Regions from separate parts of the Mus musculus genome. Here all the other regions are linked to region 3. The links are chromatin contacts, called in public HiChIP or PLAC-seq and promoter capture Hi-C maps. All regions are on one chromosome and are shown on one strand. The core of a region is the stretch at or near the end of the contact, and the rest is flanking DNA. Distances in the headings are between cores, read along the strand shown.

Region 1 (3,468 bases), core at 107-2,606, 1.0 Mb before region 3:
CAGGGTTCAAGTCTTCCTCCATGGAGGTCAATGACCTGTCTACCAGTCAGACAGCTCTAGACATTCTTAGATGTTAGAAAAGAAATGGGTGCATCTCTGTGGAGCAGAAGGACCTCAAAGGAAACAGAATCTACTACCCCATGGAGGCAAGCTACTGTTCAGCAAGACACAATTGCCCTAGACTGCAGAACTGTGGTCCTGAGCGCATCCCTGACAGCTAGACTCTGGAAGCAGGGAGAAACTCAAGAGGCAAGCTCCACATCTGTGACTTGCAGTTCTCCAGACTGGGAAAGGGGAAATTGCCACTGGAGGGGTAATCTCACAGTTTCTTACTGAGTAGCAGTTCTTCCTGATTTATTGCTGAACTGCAGGGTCAGCAGCAAACACTCAGGTAGGCTCTCAGGTTCTCCTGAAACTCAGGAGGTATCTATCCTGTTTTCGAGGCTAGGTGTTTCGCGGTCCTGTTTCAGTATCTGTACTCAGGGACCCTAAGAGCCAGCCTAGCAAGGACCATCTGGCCACACAACAGGGTTCCCAAATCAGACGTGGAAGGGCCCCTTTTTCAGAAAACAAAAAGAAAATCCCGCAGCTGTCAAGGGGCTGCTCTGTAACTTTCTCGGCCTGCTGACAGGCCCGCAAAAACAGAAGTGTGGGATGAGGGGGCACACAGGACGCTTTACTCTTGCTGCCGCCCCAGGCAGCTGCAGGTTTCTGCAGACAGTGCCCCCACGACCTATACCTTCGTACAGTGGGCCAACGCTTAGCCCCGGACAAGAGGGCACTCAAGGACAGGCAGGCACCGAGGGTCGCCTGCGTCTGAGGTTCCTAGGCTGGCCTCGAGTGACCCACACCTCCGGCGCGCTTCCCCCTCCCCTTCCCGCTCACCACAAGCCAGGCTACTGCTCCCAGGACAAACATGGAGCATCCCGGCTGATGCCCTGAGGCCGAGCTCTACGAGTCCTAGGCCGTCTGGCCGGCCGCCTACCGTGGAACTCACCTTAGCGAGCCGGCGGCGCCTCCTCAGCGCTCGCGATCGGTCTAGGCGGGCGCGGCCCTAGTGCCGGCCCTCAGTCGGTTGACCCACAACTTCGACCGGAGGGCACCAAGGGCCCCTTCGCGCCAGCCGCGATGCTCCGCCGGCTTAGCGCGTTTTGGCCGCGAAGATCCGTCTCGGCCCGGCAACCTTACAAACGCCTCCGTAGCTAGCGCCCGCCGTCCCGCCCGGCCTACCCGCTACGCCTTACGCTGCTTCCGTAGCGTGGCGCCCAGCCGGGGCCCGAGGCTACAGCGCGTCAGGGGCGCACGCGGCACTGGGAACCCGGAGCCGGGACTACGGCTCCCACAGGGCAGAGCGACGCGGCTCAAGGCACGCCGGGAATTGTAGTCCATGAATGGTCCTACCCTCTACTCTTTCCCTGAGATTTCGCCCTCCCAACGTGACCGGAGACGCTCAGTTCACGGATGCAGTTGGTACTCCCAAGCTAGTTTGATGTGGCGCGCTGGATCCGGGAAGAGAACGGACTACAGCTCCCAGGATCCCCTTAAGATGGGCTTTGGGCTCCGGTAGGCGTCCACGGGGTTCGAGTGTTACTGCGCCAGGGGAGATGTCGGGAGTCTGGGTCGTGATTTTGTACAAGGTCTGAACCGGTTGTCTGCTGCGTTGGGGCAGTAGGTGGTACAGTCCAACCTAGCTGCCTTGGCTGCTTTCTACCTCTTCCAGCGACTTCTGGTTTCTTTCCCAACGGTCTGAAGCAGCAACCGTGCTGGCACTGCTCCTTCCGAGGTTACTCCATCTGAGGTCTGTGTTTACTCGAGTGCTAGATAGGCACGTCACTTTTTCTAGAGAAACACTGGCATCTGAGGCAGTCCTTTGAGTTATGTTCACAAGAGCCCCCAAGCTATTTCCCATTAGAGCCCTTTGGCTCCCCCGAATTAACTTAATTCCAGCCACTTGTCCTCTGCAACTGAAAGCTAACTAAGAATCAGGCTGCTAGCCGGGCGTTGTGGCCCACGCCTTTAATCCCAGCACTCGGGAGGCAGAGGCAGGCAGATTTCTGAGTTCGAAGCCAGTCTGGTCTACAAAGTGAGTTCCAGGACAGCCAGGGCTATACAGAGAAACCCTGTCTCAAAAAACAAAACAAACCAAACCAAAAACCAACCAAAAACCAAAAACCAAAAACAAAAAACAAAAAAAAACATAGCACATAGCAAAAGGACACCCGGCACTCTGAATGTTGTGTGAGAGATTGGGTACTATTTGCCCCCGGACCCAGAAAACCTGAGTCTGGCTCAGTAGAGACTACAGATAATGTTTCTGGGAAATCATTCATGCTCCAGAAGCTAGAAAGCTAAAGACTGGCCATTGAATTCAGGATGCTGTGGGGACACCTATGCCTGAATGGGGAAGACACCAAATTTTGGCAAGAGGAGAGGAGCAGAGGCTGTCTTCCTGAGCCCCCTGACAGTGGTGAAGTCACTGCTCATTCATCAGTAGGTGATACCCATGATCAGGAGAATGGCCAAGCTGGATCCAGGACAGTATCTCTGGTCACTACGGGTCATCACTAGTGCAATGATGTATCACTGCACTAAGTAAGATGATCACACAGCAGGTAAAGCTGGATCATCCCAGGTTGGCTGAGCCCTGATCTATGCTAGTGTAGTATGGGCCAGAAGACAGACACCCTGTTGAGTGCACAGACCACAGGACACCCTGCAGAGGTCAAGAAGGGCAGAGAGAGCTTTGCAGGGACAGAAGCCATAGATCAACCACCCTGACTCTTGAGCAGATGGGACCCAACACTATTCCTCATAGTTTTGGGGCCACAGCTACAAAGGTATAGTTGCTTAGGTATAGTTGCATAGTTGCTAAGGAGACTGAGGCAGGAGGGTCATGAGTTCAAAGTTGACCTGGGCTAGAAAGTTCAAGGTTTTGTCTCAAAAAGTAGAGGGGTGGGTCAAGATGGTGCACTCCTTTAATCACAGCTCTTGCACTTGGGAGGCAGAGGCAGGCAGATCTCTCCAAGTTTTGAGGCCGAATCACATAAGACCCTGTCTCAATAAACAAAACACAAAGGTACACTTATAAAGGTGCATACTGCAGCCACAGTGCAGCTAGTGCTTGCCTAGCACGCGTGAAAACCTAGGTTTAGTAAGACTCAGAAGCTATTACAGAGTCAAGGTCCCCATTGGGTGAACACCCAGAAAGCTTTAGACAGGACTGGCAGGTTAGTCAGGTCTAAAACTTGGGTCTAAATTTCTCTTGATTTCCACAAGTGACATATACACACACAAGTCAGAACACCAACCTCATGGAAAATGTAAGTGGAGGTTCCCGGCTAAAATTCCTGTCACGCTCTGGGCTTCTTCTAAGATTCCAAAATGTCAGCAGGTTCAGAGCAGATATGTATAAGTACCCGGGCTCACCACAATTCCTCAGGGTAGTCAGGGAGTCTAGTATCAATTTAA
Region 2 (3,333 bases), core at 736-3,235, 1.2 Mb before region 3:
TGAGAGAATGCACACAAGAGGGAAAAAAAAAAAAAAAAAAAGAAAAAAGAAAGAAAGAGAAAAAGGAAGTGGGGGGGGGGAGTGGGTGATACAGGCTAAGGGGTAGTTCTGTGGGTAAAGTGCCTGCCTGAGGATTAGGGTCCTGGGGACCTGTGGGTCAGGCAGTCCAGTATAAATGTCTCAAAAAAGAAAAGAAAAGAAAAATCAGGATAGCTCTTCAAGCTCTCACCCTTTTTTACTTTACTCTCTAGCCCTTCTTCCATCTCTCTCTTTTTCCCCCTCTCTTTATGTGGCCATGGCCGCTCTCTCTCCCTCTTTCTACCTCCTCTCTTTCTCCCTTCCTTTTAACGATAAAGCTCTAAAACCATTAAAAAAAAGAAAAGAAAAAAAGAAAAGACAAAACAGGGTAAAGAGTGGTAGAAGACAGACTGGCAAGATGGCTCAGTGGTTAAGAGCACTGACTGCTTAACCTGAGCAAAAGGTCCTGAGTTCAAATCCCAGCAATCACCTGGTGGCTCACAACCATCTGTAGTGGGATCTGACGCCCTCTTGTGGTGTGTCTGAAGATAGCCATGGTATACTCACATACATAAAATATATAATTTTTTTAAAGACTGGTAGAAGAGGATTCTAATATCAGTCTCTCTCTCCTCTCTCTCTCTCTCTCTCTCTCTCTCTCTCTCTCTCTCTCTCTCTCTCTCTCTCTTTCTCTCTCTCTCTCTCTCACACACACACACACACACATATACTCACTCACACACACTGCCTAAGAAATACCTGAGACTGCCCTCTAACTTCTATTTGCACCTTCACATATATGATCATACACCACACACACACACACACACACACACACACACACACACACACACACACACACACCAGCTAGGATACAGCTTACTTCCCTTTCTTATTGCCCCTAGGCCTCACATCATTCCCAGGAGACAGACCTCCCATCTCCACAGCAGTTGGTCTCATCTGAGGACATTCCACCCTGAAGCTCCTTCTCTTCCAAGACGCTACTCTGCTGTCCCAACATCTGCTGTTTCTGGTCTCAAGAGAGACCCAGATTGGGGTCCCTTTAGCCTGCTGAGAGGTCTGGCTCTCCAGCAGCCCTTAATGGGTCCTTTTACACAAACCACCCTCCCTGGTCCATACAGGCTGCCACCACCTGACCTCTACTTCATCTCAGAGCGAACCTGTGGAACTCCATAAGGCAGGTCGATTCTCGAACCATTCCTACCAAGTGCTATGGGGACAGAGAGGGCGTCTCAGATCATTTGTGACATTGTCAGAAGTAACCCCTCCCCACTATCACTCCACTGTCTTGTGTTTTCATTGACGCTTGCTTTAGTCACTTGCTTGCAAGTGTGTGACTATGTCACCCAGAACAGGGATTCTTCTGCCTGACTCGCAACAGGATCGGAAGGGATATGAATCCTAGGGGCCATAAGGAGGGTGTGTGTGTGTGTGTGTGGAGGTGCGACGATGTCGATGTCTCCACTCGGCTTCTCTTTCCTCGCCCTCACAGGTGGCAATCCAAGCAAGGGCACATAGGGCCAGTTGCATCTGCGCAGGATCCGGAACCCCACTGCCAACCGCTCGCGCCAAGGACCGCAATTCTCCTCAGCTGGCAAGATTCTGGGTCGCCACCACTTTGTGCAGATGGGACACTCGAAGCTGCTCTTCGGCCGCGCGGCCTACGGGGTTTGTTATTGTGCGAACACCGGCCGCTGAGCGGGTGCTGCCGCCTGGCGCGTGCCCGTCGGTACCGCACCGGGAGCGCGCGGAGAGGAGCGGGGCGGGGTTGGGGATTCTCGACACCTCAGCCTGGCTCTAGAACCCGGATTGGTCCGGACGCCGGGAGCGCGCGAGGGCGCGGCTCTTAGGGCCGGGCGGGGGGCACGCGCGGCGCCGGCGGCGGCCGCGGAGGAGCGCGGGGAGGAGCGCGGAGGAGGAGCGCAGGGAGGAGGGGAAGGGGAGGGAGGAGGCGCCCGCCGGGTTCCCTGCAAAGCGGCCTTATTTATCTGGGCACAGCCTCAGCCTCCCCGGTGGGAGGCTCAGGGCGGCAGATCCTCTCCCACCGGGGAGCTCCGCTCGGAACTCTGCGGAGAGGGCCCTGGCGCGGGGCGCCGGGCGCGGGGCGCAGTCGGGCCCTGCTAGCCAGTCCAGCACCTCGGCCGCCTCCGCGCTAGGCGGCTCGGGTGCTGAGCTCCCCATGACGCGAGGTCGCCCGGCGGACAGCGTGGCATGAGCCAGAAGCCCTGGCCGAGGTAAGGTGTGTGTGCGCGCGCGGCCAGGCTGCGGGGAGGGGAGGGTCCAGGTCGAGCCACTGCCTCCGCGAAGGCTACAATGAGGAGGGGGCGGGGTGGGGACTTGGGACTGCGCCGCGGCCGCCGCCGCCTGAGCAGGGCTTACGTAATCGCAGCCCCTTCCCCACCTCACCCTTCGGCCGCTGAGCCAGCGGTTCCGCAGCCCCTAACCCTAGTGGCCGGCCTGATTGCGCCCCGCTCGCTACCGGCAGCGCGGTCAGGCTGTATCTCCGTACCACGGAATTGCTGAGAGGAAGCACGGTGGCTGCGAGGACGCGGAACTGCAGGCCGTCAGCCCCCACTCCTTCTGGCTTGGCTCTGGGCTCTCCCCACTCCAGCCCTATGAGCCTCCGGCGGACTGGAGGACGTGACAGGTGTTGATACAATTAAAAGGGAGGAGCCATGTGGATATGTGGCCTAGGGGTCCTGGACGCCTTCTGGACATGAGCTGGTATAGAGCTGCCGCCCACAGCTCTATACCAGGGAGTGGGCTGGCATGTCTTTGGTTCTAGAAAAAGAAAATGGGCCTTGGCCAAGATTGGAAGGCTTCAAAATGGGGAATGGGCATCCTGAGATTGCTGAGCAGGGCTTCCATGTCCTTCTAGGATGTTAGTCAGTGGGGGATCCTCCCCACCCGTCATCCCAGGAGAGAAGGCTGCACTGTTGAGGCCTGGATCTGGCCTAGCAGCCCTCCTGCTAGCCCCTCCCAGCCCGAGCCAGCAGCTGACCTCCCAGGAGCAGATGGCAGATGCCACTTCACCTGCTCCCTCCTGGAGGCCCGACTTCCACTGCCATCTTGTCCCAGGGCCCACTGACCAGGGTCTTCTCAGGCCTCCCTGCTGCCCCTTCGGGACACGGGACCCTCTGTTCCAGCCCAACACTTTGATGAAGTGCTGGACAGCAGCCTCATCGCAGCAGGGGGGAGGGGCGGGGGGGGGGCCGGTGTTGGGACAGGAGCCTGGATGATTAGGGGCTGCCTAGATCAGGTCAGAGGCATGGTGGAGCCTCGATTTCCTGCCTA
Region 3 (3,539 bases), core at 350-2,849:
GGGGTGGGGGAGGGCCGGCTCCCCTTCACCTCCCTCTTCATTGATGGAGACAGGGTGAGCAGACAGACCCTCCTCTTGCCATCCCTGAGAGCCAGGCCTCATCAAGACAACCCTCTGCTGGGCATAGTCTACCCAACGGCTCCTTCCGGGATAGGGTGCTCTTCCTGGTACCTTGTAATCCCAGGCCAGCAGGGCCAGGGGACGCTGACTTCATCCACATCTCTCTCTCTCAAAATAATAATAGTAATAATAACACCACCCTGGAGGCTTACTGTTAGAGAGCAGGAAGAGTCTCAGAAAAGCCCTCCACAGCCAGTGCTGCCCTGGCCCACCTGGCCCCCATCCAAGTCGCCTTGACTTCCCATTATGTCCACTGGCTGGGCCCAGGATGCATGTTCCTCACAACCGACCACTAGGCTGTACCTAGAATCATTCTGGGGGAGGACTGTCCGTGTCCTGGTACAGCAGGGAGTATCAACCGTATAATTTCTGTCTCTGTTCATGACCTTGACCCTCCCCTCCTTCCACATAAAAGTCCAGGGCCACCAGAACCGGGCAGGAAGGGGCGCTTCTGATGTATAGCCAGAGGCCCTGTGTGAACCATGCCTGCAGCTTCCCTTTCAGAACCTCCCAGGGAAGCCACATCAAGGCCTCCCTCCTCACCGGGTTGCCGATGGAGGTTTCTGCCCCACCCTGGGCCAGAATTGCCCAGGATTAGGACGGTGGGATTTGGCACTGGCTGCCCGTGTACCTGAATGACTCTGCTCCAGATGTGGGATGGCTCAGCCGTGCAAAGACGAAGACCCCGAAGGGCTTGCTGGCTGCTTCCAGGGGCCAAGGTTTCAGGCCTGACTGGCAGGAACTGGTATCAGTGGATTCATGGTGCTGGATGCCGCCTCGGGTTGCCTCTTGGCCCAGGAAACCTCGCGACTTTGTGACCATAGAGGAGGTCCCAGCTCCCGGCAATGACCAGCTCCCTCTAGAGGAAGTTCTCGGTGGCCGCCGGATGCAGGCGCTCAGGGAGGCTGCTGCTTAGGGGAAGGTCCTCGGCCGGGCTTGGAAGCAGCTACAGCCTCCCCTGCCTGCCCTGTCCCAGCCAAGGGGAAAAGCGTTCTGTTTTCTGCCTTTCCTGTCTCTGATTCCCGGGCCTCCTCTTCCATCTTCTCCCTCTAGTGAAAAGCAAACCACAGACAACAACAAAAACCAGGATGAGCTGACCTGCAGTCCCAGCGTTCAAGAGGCTGAAGCAGGAGGATCATGAAATAGAGGCCAGCCTGTGCTACTAACACCCTAAAAGAGAGGAGGAGGAGGGGGAAGGGGAGGAAGAAGAGGAGGAGGAGGGGCAGCTCAGAATTTGTGCTGTCCTAGATCCCTGCAGCCTGGCAGCTGCAGGGACTGATCTCAAACCCAGAGTAAACAGGAGTTTATGGATAGACAGGAGCATATGATGTCCTGTTCTCAGCGTGTGCACCCTCCTCCCCCCCCCCCCCGGCCGCCCTATCTGCCTTCAGCCAGGCTTCCACAGCCTGTGGGTGCTGTTGTGTTATGTCTCACCATCCCTCAATCTCCAGCCTTCCTCTGAGACCTGCTGAGCTGGACCCTGGCTAGCTCCCTCTACCCCTCTACCCGCTTTCCTTCCAGTAGACCCCCCCCCACCAGCCTCCAGTTATAGCCTCCCCCCACCCCCACCTCCTCTTTGCCTTCTAGAACTTCTGGAAGTTTCCAACTGGAGGTTTCTGCTAGCAGTTGGTCCTGGGCTGGCTGCCATGGCTTCTCCCTGAGTCGGGGTCCCACTCAGGATGGCAGCCCCGGCGCGGACCCCTCGGTCACGGATCTTAGGCTGCTCCTCCATGCTGCGCTTTCTCCGAAACCTGGTGGGGAGTAAGGGCGGTTCTAAGAGCACTAACAAGCCCCTGACCAGGAGCCAGCCCAGCTCCTCATGGGAGCAAGATGTTGTCTCCCCAATGATGGGCCACCAGGGAGGTCGTGGGAGGAAGGAGCCCCGGGCCAAGGTCCACTCTGCAGCTTCCTCTAATGGGAAGAGGGAGCCCCCGCCCAGGGTTCTCTCTGCAGCTCCCTCCAACCCGAGGCATGATGCCTTTGAGCTGGGCACTGGGGACTCAGGGTCCCAGACCCTCACCTCCAAGGATGTCCCGAAGCTAAGGGCCCAGGGTGTTGAGGTAACATCAGTTCCTCTCAGAGGAACCTGGGAGGTTCTGGAGCAGCTACCTGAGAAGAAAGGAGAGGAGGAGGAGCCAGTAGGGGAGGTCTCCGGGGCCTCAGACAGGTGAGGGGCTGGTGCTGCTGGTGCTAGGGCTGGTGGGGTAGCCTGATCTAGCTAGAACAGAAGGAGGATGCAGGCATGAGGGCCATGACTAGAAGCCCACAGCTGTAATGGGCTGGGGTAAGGGGTCCTGAATAGTGAAAGCCATGAGGGACAGTTAAGGGTCCCAAGGGAGGGAGGGTCAGCAAACAGGGCTGTGTGAGGAGTGGCTGGGAACTGAGGTGTGGCTTCAGAGTGGAGTACCGCCTGCCTAGCACGGTCCAGGCCTGGGTTTAGTCCCCAGCACAACAAAACACATTGGTGGCACACATCTTTCATCCCAGCACTCAGGAGGCAGAGGCAGGCAGATCTCTGCATTTGAGGCCAGCCTGGTCTACAGCTAGGGCCACACCGAGGGGTATCTTGTCTTGAAAAAACAAAGAACAACCAAAGAAAATATCCTAGAGGCTAGGAAGGGTGCACTAGAGTCTGGACAGAAGTACGCTGAAGTAGGCTCTGCTCCAGCCTGTACCCCTACTTTCCTGCCTGGCTTTCTCTCCCACTGGTCTTAGCAGCAGTTCCCTGTCTGGAAGGTGCCTAGCTCCCCACATCCTATGTCCCCCAGAGGTGGTAGGGAAACCCCTCTGTTAGCTATCCCAGGGAACAGAGCAGGTCCGTGGAGAGACTCAAGGTAGAGTCAGGCCACATTTGTGGGTGTCCCCTGACCCCACCTGACTGTGGCTTTGGGTTTAGGGAGCATTTTGGCCAGGCCCTGGAGACAGAACAAGGATGCTTACAGTGGGTTCCGGGACCACTGGCGCTCACCCCTGGGGCCTTCATCAAGGAGGAAGAGGATGAACACTGCCCAATTGAGTTTGGTAAGGATGCAGGTGGGAGGGGCAGAGGGGAGGGGAGCAGAAATGGATGCCTCTCCTCTAAGACTTCTGGGGGTGGGGGTGGGGCAGGAGCCCAGCAGGGCATGAGGCAGAATCTGAGGTTGGAACCCCACTTGCTCCACGCCGTGTCATGTGACAGAGGAGCATTGCTGGGTATCTCTGCCTACTCTCCTCACCCATAAAATGGACATGGGCAACAAGGGCCTCTGAGGCATCTAAAGATCAGTGAGGTATCAAGGGCTAGATGAAGGCTGAGCACACAGTAGGGCCTGGTACACAGTAGGCACCGTGCTGCGACTCATTCTAATCCCAGCACTTAAAGGGGCCCAAGAGAACTGAGTTCAAGCCTAGCCCAGCTTCTTCAAGGTGCTGTGCTGCAG
Region 4 (3,084 bases), core at 421-2,920, 1.2 Mb after region 3:
TTCATTTCAAAAGCAATAGAAGGGAGCTAGGGAGAGAGCAGGAAAGTTAAGCGCCTCTGCTGTTCACGCAGAGCAGCCAGCGTTCAGATCCCGACACACAGGGAAAAGCAGGGTGTGGTCCTGTGAATTCCTGTAATTGCAGAACCAGGATAGCCCAGGCTTGATGGCTGACAGCCTATCCCACCAAACCAGAACCGCTCGTGCATGCATCAGGAGACCAGGCCTCAAAGGAAAACCGTGGAAACCTATCCTTGGAAGACACACAGTACCCTTCTCTGTCCTCCAAGTGCACACGCGCACGTGCGCACGCGCACACACACACACACAGACACACACACTCGAAAACAAAGCAGAAAAAAAGTGGTGTGGGGTTCTCCAATCCAGCGAGCTAAGGATGCACTGTAAGGAGTGCCAGACCGGGCAGAGGTGACCTTTAATGGCGGTGTGGAGGAGGGAGGTGCCTGCTGACTTTCCTGCCAGCCAAGTTTTGTTCATTCTAGGATGATGAAACCAGCCAGTGACAGATTGCCTTCTGGCTACATACTCTCTGTGGTATATGATGAGTTGGGGTGACAGGCAAGCCCAGGTACAGAGTTCTTGTCTTGTCTGGTCCCTGACATCCAGCGACAGAAATCTCAAGTGGGAGAAAAGTTCTTTTAAAATTTGTTTTCTATTTGGCTTCACAAGGCCTATAAGCACAGGCTGGCCCAAAACTTTCTCCATTGCTAAAAATGACCTCAAACGGGTCCTCTACCTCCTGAGTGCTGGAGTTAGAGTGCCATCATGCCTTCCAGATCTTTCTTTTTTCTTGTGTGGGTGTATATGAAAGTGCACATGCGGTGTGTAGAGATTGGAAGATAACCTTCAGGAGGCAGTCCCAGGGACTGAACTCAAGTCTTCAGGCTTGGAGACAAAGCGATGACCCGTTGAGCCATTGAACTAGCCACCAGTTAAAAAATTGGGGGTGCTGAAGAGATGCTTCAGTGGTGAAGATCGCGCTTGCTACTCTTGAAGAGGCTCGCTTCCCAGCATCTACATGGAAGTTCTCCATTGTAACTCCACTTCCAGGGGATCCAACGCCTTCTTCCAGACTCTGCAGGCACTGAACGCACATGGTGCAGAGACAGACATGCAGACAAAACACTCTGACATATAAAAATAGATATTTTGTAAAACGTATGCGTCTGTATTTTCATTCCCAAGTCTCCCACCATATGCCTCTCCCAAGCGCCTCTGAAAATTACAGTTTGCCTCTATTCCTTCCCCCACCGCCCTTAGCTTTGCTTCTTGCTTCAAACCACACAAGTCTATGCCTAGTTTCTTCTCAGGAAGAGTGAGGAGGTTGTATTAGATGACCTCCACCTTCTTTCCGCGCTTTAAAGCTTTAAATATCGTTTCGTGAGGCTTGCTTTGACCAGCCCTAACTTCTCCCCAGCGCTTTCCTCAGCTGCTGCTCCCACGTCTGACTGCAGAGGGCGCTGCAGACGCGCCAGGGCAGCTGTGCAGTGGGCGGAGCGATGGCTGTCAAAGGAGTGGCTCCAGGCGGCGCGGCGATTGGCTACTGCTATGGCGGAAGGGGGCGGGGGCGAGTGCTTAGTTGTGGGGGAGGGAGCCAGCGGCGCGGTGACATCACGGGGCTGGGGGCGGCGCCGGGGCTGGGAGCGTGTGACGCCGCAGGCCGCGGCGGACCTGGGGATTAATGGGAAAAGTTTTGGCAGGAGCTGGGGGATTCTGCGGAGCCTGCGGGACGGCGGCAGCGGCGCGAGAGGCGGCCGGGACAGGTCCGTGCGGATCGGGAGAGGCCAGCGCGGCCCGGGCTGAGGTGGATGGTGGGGTCAGGGGCTCCGAGAGCCGCTTTCCGCGCCTCTGCGGCTCGTCTATGCTCGGCTTGCGCGCTGAGGAGCCACCGCTGGGGTCTCCACCGCAGGGACCCCTGTGGTTGCTCGGAGCCGGCCTCCCTCCCTCCTCCCACCCACCCTGATCCCTCTAAAGCCCCGTGGCTTCATCTCCTCTCAATTCCAAAGAACCCCATGTCACCTCCCTTCTGACCCCCTTTCTGAGCGCCTCCCTTGCTGTCCCGCTACCCAGGCCCTCCTTGGAGATCCTTCCTGCCTCCCTCGATAGCCTTCCATCCTTGCCCTGTCGGTCAGTGCTCTCCTCCTCTCTGACCCGTTTTCGGGTTGCCCTATCCCTCCCCATCTTCTTTAGGATGTTGTGAGCCAGTCCGGTTTATCCGAGCCCCTTCTATCCTGGCTACCGGCAGAGGCCCCACTTAGGCTCAGCTCTCATCTCCTGTCCTTTTCACCTCCTGTCACCCGACTGCCTCGCTTCTAGTTTTTTTTTTTTTTTTTTTTATGCCTCTGCTTGAGGAGAACCCAGAGGTGCACGATAGGCTTCCGTTTCACCTTCAGTTGAGCTGGGAGTGGGGTGTTGAGCGCCAGCTTGACCAGATTTGTTCGGGTCACAGGTTTCACTGGGTGTTGTATTGGGAGGGATGGCCAGTTGGTAGGCCCTCGTAATCTCAGCTTTATAATACTTCCCCTTTATGAGTCTGTTGACTTCCAGGAACCCTTGGGGGAGACGGCTCTGAGTTGGGTGTGTGCCAGGGGTAGCCAGAGGCTTCATATAACTCTTTTCACCCTTTCAGGAAACAGGACTCATTTGGGATATTATGGAATGTATTTAAACCATGATACGGTGCCTTCCACGCACTGCCCTTTTCCATACAGCTAAGAGCAGAAGCTATGCCCTTGGTTTTTTTTTTTTTTTTTTTTAAAGATTTATTTATTATATGTAAGTACACTGTAGCTGTCTTCAGACACACCAGAAGAGGGTGTCAGATCTCGTTACGGATGGTTGTGAGCCACCATGTGGTTGCTGGGATTTGAACTCCGGACCTTTGGAAGAGCAGTCGGGTACCTCTTACCCACTGAGCCATCTCACCAGCCCTGCCCTTGGTTTTAAACTTGGTTTTTCCTCCCTGTACTGGCTCTAGAATGTTTGCTTACAAGTTACATTTATTTATTTCTGTGGGGTGTGGATGTGGGGTGGGGTGTAGGTCAGAGCACAGCTTACTGGAGTTGG

Evidence for each region. Promoter capture Hi-C pulls out the DNA fragments that hold promoters and counts their contacts. HiChIP or PLAC-seq counts read pairs in DNA pulled down with a chosen protein or histone mark.
Region 1: a promoter capture Hi-C map of liver shows a contact between it and region 3, with 2.9 times the contacts expected there. The contact joins the promoter of 1700022N22Rik here to the promoter of Ggnbp1 in region 3. A contact is called at or near these places in 2 of 39 promoter capture datasets (hippocampal neurons and liver).
Region 2: a contact with region 3 is called in a promoter capture Hi-C map of liver, with 3 times the contacts expected there. The contact joins the promoter of Fbxl16 here to the promoter of Ggnbp1 in region 3. A contact is called at or near these places in 3 of 39 promoter capture datasets (liver and pre-B cells) and 1 of 115 datasets of contacts at active chromatin or transcription factors (pancreatic cancer cells).
Region 4: a contact with region 3 is called in an HNF4G HiChIP or PLAC-seq map of pancreatic cancer cells. The contact joins the promoter of Ppard here to the promoter of Ggnbp1 in region 3. A contact is called at or near these places in 2 of 115 datasets of contacts at active chromatin or transcription factors (embryonic stem cells and pancreatic cancer cells).

The regions. Positions count from the first base shown.
Region 1 is chr17:25,984,474-25,987,941 of GRCm38.p6, forward strand. It overlaps 1700022N22Rik (RIKEN cDNA 1700022N22 gene), which reads left to right and starts at 1,357. Exons shown (of 2, transcript NR_166913.2): 1 at 1,357-1,563. Capn15 (calpain 15) reads right to left here and starts at 1,401. Exons shown (of 12, transcript NM_001347334.1): 1 at 998-1,401.
Region 2 is chr17:25,807,114-25,810,446 of GRCm38.p6, forward strand. It overlaps Fbxl16 (F-box and leucine-rich repeat protein 16), which reads left to right and starts at 1,986. Exons shown (of 6, transcript NM_001164225.2): 1 at 1,986-2,273.
Region 3 is chr17:27,027,660-27,031,198 of GRCm38.p6, forward strand. It overlaps Ggnbp1 (gametogenetin binding protein 1), which reads left to right and starts at 1,600. Exons shown (of 6, transcript NM_027544.2): 1 at 1,600-2,287; 2 at 3,017-3,141. The coding sequence starts at 1,800. Bak1 (BCL2-antagonist/killer 1) reads right to left here and starts at 968. Exons shown (of 6, transcript NM_007523.3): 1 at 752-968.
Region 4 is chr17:28,231,084-28,234,167 of GRCm38.p6, forward strand. It overlaps Ppard (peroxisome proliferator activator receptor delta), which reads left to right and starts at 1,671. Exons shown (of 8, transcript NM_011145.3): 1 at 1,671-1,781.